2 separate regions of the Gossypium hirsutum genome follow, and region 2 is linked to region 1. The links are chromatin contacts, called in public Hi-C maps. All regions are on one chromosome and are shown on one strand. Each heading gives the region's core, a stretch centred on a gene start, on an enhancer-like site or on the middle of the called end of the contact. The rest is flanking DNA. Distances are from core to core; before and after follow the strand shown. Region 1 holds the start of LOC107927072 (zinc transporter 6, chloroplastic). Region 2 has its middle 18 kb from the start of LOC107927121.

The links. A called contact is a pair of places that touch in the nucleus more often than the background predicts.
Region 2: a Hi-C map of leaf shows a contact between it and region 1, with 2.9 times the contacts expected there. The contact joins the enhancer-like site here to the promoter of LOC107927072 in region 1. A contact is called at or near these places in 11 of 34 Hi-C or Micro-C datasets (callus, hypocotyl, leaf and 2 more).

What each region holds. Positions count from the first base shown.
Region 1 is chrD03:50,115,816-50,118,426 of Gossypium_hirsutum_v2.1, reverse strand. LOC107927072 (zinc transporter 6, chloroplastic) reads left to right here and starts at 1,306. Exons shown (of 2, transcript XM_041090412.1): 1 at 1,306-2,056. The coding sequence starts at 1,352.
Region 2 is chrD03:50,219,478-50,222,088 of Gossypium_hirsutum_v2.1, reverse strand. No RefSeq gene overlaps it. Among protein-coding and RNA genes, the nearest start is that of LOC107927121, 18 kb to the left of the region's middle. Within about 2 kb of position 1,283, at least 1 of the 9 cell types and tissues checked has an H3K27ac peak or open chromatin away from gene starts, as enhancers often do.

The sequences.
Region 1 (2,611 bases), core at 57-2,556:
CCGGGTAAATTTGGGCTTGTACAACTTTCATTTCCTTATTTTATTTTAGTGAGAAATCAATTGTACTCAATCTCGATCTATTATTGCTTTTAAAGTATAACAATTTTAAGGGTGTTAAACCACATTTCTTGTATATACACACAACTAGTTTGGGTTAGTAAAGTGCTAATAGAGCACTTTGTTTGTTCAAATAGGAAATGTTATTTTGAATGCAATTTTGTAAGTAAACTAAAGTGAGTTACTTAGTTTACATCTAAGCTTGTAAGGGGAAAGACTTAGAGGGGGAGTGATCCTTTTAGACTATAGAGTAATATTGTTATTTGGTGAGTGAGTAGGACTTAAATAGTAGCTTGTACTTGTTGATGCATAGTGGAATATCTCTTTGGGTAAGGTCTTGGAAACATAAGAAATTTATGAATTGTGTGTAGGGGTAGAGCTAAAGGGGGTAGATAGTGGCCCTAGCCCCCTTCAAAGGAAAAATTAACCCTTTAGTCTCTTTAGAAATTGCAAGTTTTAAGTTAATTTAATGGTAAAAATTATAATTTAGCCCCTTTTAAAAATTTAAAGTTCAACTATAGCCTCTCCAAAATGAAATGTTTATAGTTTAATCCTAGGAAAAATTGTAAAATTTTATGTTAATACAATGATGAAATAACATTTTTAGCTCTCTCAAAAAATTATAATTCAAATTTGACCATTCCAACAAAAATTTCTAACTTAACCCCTAACTATGTGAACAATGTTCTAATGTCCATCTTTATTTTTCTACATTAGTCGCTTAATCTAGTTGCAACTTACTTTATATATGAACTTATATCTGCCAAGTAAAAATCAACTAACTTTCAAAAATCCCTTTGCTAGCATAGCGATACTATGTGGCATAAGGTAGATTCATCTTCCCTTCCCTATCGAAAATGAATTGATAATGATCTTAAAACAAATACAACACACCACTCAATAAGCTATTCATTGATAATATGTTAAATCTCAATAATAAAAGGGTAACCCAATAATTAGCTATAAACACCAAAATCTCAACTCCATTTTAGATAGGACCTTTAACACTTCTTATTTTTATTTTTAACCTTACACTGTCTTTGTTGAATTCTTGAATTAAATATCGAATAATGTTTTGAAGCACAAACTTTGATATATTTTGATTCTTTTTTAATTGCAATGAAAATTCATATCAAGTAACATTTTCTTCATTAATTTTCTACACTAAAAACAAAGAGGAAAAAGGAAAAATGGAGGAAAATTTTGTCCCTAATTAATACCACACTAACATTTTCTTCAAATTGGGCCCCATCAACCCCCATCCCTAATTAAATCATCAATTTTCGTCCTCTTGATGCATGCTCCCACTTCCATTTCTCTTACAGTAGTAGCCATTAAAGCCATGTCTCCGTGCGTGACTGACGCCGCTCGAACCCTCGGCTGCCGTGACAGCGCTGCCGCGTCACACCTAAAGCTCATCTCTCTTGTAGTAATCTTCATCTCCAGCATCGTCGGCATATCTTCCCCTATCTTCCTAGCTCGTTACTTCCAAGGCAAACCCGTTTACGACAAGGCGATTTTGGTAATCAAGTGCTTCGCCGCCGGCGTCATCCTCTCGACCTCCTTAGTTCACGTCCTCCCCGAAGCCTTCGCTGCTCTCTCCGATTGCCACGTCGCTTCCCGTCATCCGTGGAAGGATTTCCCTTTCGCTGGGCTGGTCACGTTACTCGGAGCCCTCCTGGCTCTTTTCGTCGACTTGACGGCGAGCTCTCACGTGGAGCACGGTCAGAGTAAGCCAACCGGAGAGTATTTGCCGGTGGTAACACAGGAGGGGACGACCGGAAAGAAAGTGGAGAAGGATTTGCCGAACGAGGAATTGGTGAAGCTTAAGCAGAAGCTGGTGTCGCAGGTATTGGAGATTGGGATAATTTTTCATTCAGTGGTCATCGGAGCGACGATGGGGATGTCGCAAAATCAGTGTACGATTAGACCGCTGGTTGCAGCACTGGCTTTTCACCAAGTCTTTGAAGGCATGGGTCTTGGTGGCTGTATTGCTCAGGTAACCAAAAAAGAGGGAAAAAATCCCTTTTTATTTTTACTTTTTATTACAAATGGTTAAATTACAGCTTTCCGTCATTGCATTATATTAATTTTGGAATTTTATTTTTATATTTATTTTGGATTTTTTTTATTCTTATGGTGTTGGAATTTTCTAATTACATGTTTGTATTTTTGTGCGATATATATATTAAATTTTTAATTTTTTTATAATATTAATTTTTGTTTAAATTTTTTTAATGAATTTCTTTAAAAAATAATTAATTAATTAACATTTAATGTAATTATAAAATATTTTTAAAAATATTTAACTAATTTACATTTAGTTATATTAATTTTTTAATTTTAAAAACATATAATATTAAAATAATACAAAAATTCATCATGATTTGAATATTAATATTAATATTTTATAATTTAAATAATATTGTTAATAATTTCTTACAAGTTATTTAATTTATATATATTGTTAATTTGTTTTAATGTTAAAATTGTTAAAATTTGATTTTTTGTAATTTTATATTTATCTTTGTTTTACTTTTAACCAAGGAATGAA
Region 2 (2,611 bases), core at 34-2,533, 100 kb before region 1:
TAACTCACAGGAAATTGATCGATTTGTCAAGACACTTGATGCTCAGTTTGCGTTGAAGGACATTGGACAGTTGAGCTACTTCCTTGGTATTGAAGTCAAGTACACGTCGAATGGGATAGTTCTGTCTCAAGCTAAATACATCAGAGACTTGTTTCAAAAAGTAGCTATGGACAGATCAAATGCTCTCCCAACACCGATGGTTGCTACTAATCGTCTGGCTGCTGAGGAAGGAAGCTCCCTTGAAGATGACCATCAATATCGAAGCATCCTAGGTGCCTTGCAATATGTCGTGATCACCAGGCCTGACATCGCCTAATCAGTCAACAAGGTGTGTCAATTCATGTATAAGCCACTAACTGGTCACCTCAAAGCAATCAAGCGGATACTACGTTATTTACAAGGCACATTGAACTACGGATTACAATTTACTCGCGCTTCCAAATTCCTTCTTGAAGGTTACTCTAATGCGAGTTGGGAGTCGGACATTGACGATCGAAGGTCCACCTCTGGGTATTGTATCTTCCTTGGAGGTTATCCGGTCTCGTGGAGCTCGAAGAAATAACATGTTGTGTCTCGTTCCACAGCAGAGGCGGAATACAGGAGTGTTGCACATGTCACTGCTGAAATGACGTGGATTCAGTCCCTGTTAACTGAATTGTGTCTTCCAAACTTACCAAAGGCGCTGATTTGATATGATAGCTCAGCAGCGATAGCAGTTGTAGGAAATCCAGTCATGCACTCCAAATTTAAGCATGTGGAGTTGGATATATTCTTTGTTATAATTGGAATCAAAACTCTCTATTCTGTAACTGAGTAAATCAGAGCGTTTAGCAGTTGAATATGGTGATATTAGGTGTTCGAGAGTCTGCAAAATGTGTTAGAGCTGACCTGGTAAATATGAAATTCGATTTCTTGAAAATTATATAACAAAATGTTGTCTCAAAACTTACCTTTTTTGGTTTACTAATTCCAGTTTGCCTGCTGGTTTGTTCCACGAGGTGATGTTTGTAAGACAATATTTTATAAGCTTGTCCTTTGCGGCGGAGCCCTTTTGTTGATATACTCTTCTAATTGAAACTCAAAGATGTCGTATGAAGTTGATAAGAGTTTACTGGTTTGGAAGGGATAATCTCTTTTCTGTATGAAAGTAGAGATATATACTATGCCAAATAAAGTTTCATAATTTAGAAATCGGATCATTATTGTTTGTATCGAATATGCCTAGACCTAGAAGATTTTAAACAGCCTTTTTGCGCTGTAGAGATTTATCTCGAGGCAAATGATGTGAAGTACACCCTGTTCCCGATGAAAAGGTTATAAAATCTTACTTCCATTCTCTGGAGTTAAAGAATATCATGGTGCTCATGTTTTGATGGTTGAGAAGATATAACATCTTGCCTTGAGGTTTGTTTCGTTACTTACCGGCTTGTTCACAGGGGCAGTTAACATCATTGCTGAATTTTACTAGCAAGCTCCAAAACAAAATGTTTTTGAGCTTAGGTTTTGTTTAAATTTAGAGAATAAAAATCTCCTCTCATCATTGTTCTTGATGTTCCATGGGGTTGGGTTTTATTATAGTATGATCAATGATCAAAATATGGGTAGAAGTACCATGGAGGCTCTTATACTATGAGTCAAATTGTATATTTCCCTTCTACTAAAAAAAATGGGCAAATTAGTCATATAGATTAGATCAGTGAGCAAACTAGTCTTTCTATTAACAATTTCATCATTTTTTACTGTTAAAAACTTATCTTTATACGTTAGCTTAAGGTACACGTGGCATGCCATGTATAACTGTCTAGTTATTTGGTTAGCCACACTAGTTTTGAAGAGTAAAAATTGATGAATTTTAACATAAATGACCAATTTGTTCTTTGATCTAACATATAGGGACTAATTGGCCTTTTTTTTAGTAAAGGGGGTTAAATGCAATCTGACTCTTAGTACAGGACCTTTTGTGGTACTTTCACCTCAAAATATGTGAACTTGTGAACTCGTACTGCAGAATTTGTCCTTTTTAGTAAAGCATAATACATCTGGCTGATAATTTTAGTCACTCTTTTGAATCCAAATGGATCTTTGTACGGTTTAACACTTTAGGATCTGAAATTGTTCGGATTTTGCTTTTATGTTGAATAGTTGGAAAGGTGTTTGTTTTGATTTGTTATATGATAGTAAGTTATGATTTCCTGTTGTGCATATTTAGTGGACAATTCACACACTGAGCTCCCACTAAATCCGTTGGAGGAAGCAAAAAAGAATCCAAGTTAATTTTGTTTGGCATTTATGTTTAGGGTCCTTTTGTTCAAGCTGCCTGGACCAGGAGATCACGTGGTGAAGCTGCAAAGCAACCCAATAGGAAATCATGGAAACAAAGGACTGATATGTATATGAGGCCATTTCTACTAAATGTTTTCTTTTCGAAGAAATTTATTCATGCAAAAGTGATGCATCGAGGTACAAGCAAAGTAATATTAGTCGCAACCACGAATGCCAAGGATCTTAGAAACAATTTGGCATCACTCACAGACCACAATGCATGCAAAATAATCGGGAAACTCATTGCTGAACAATCAAAGGAAGCCGATGTGTATGCAATGTCTTACGA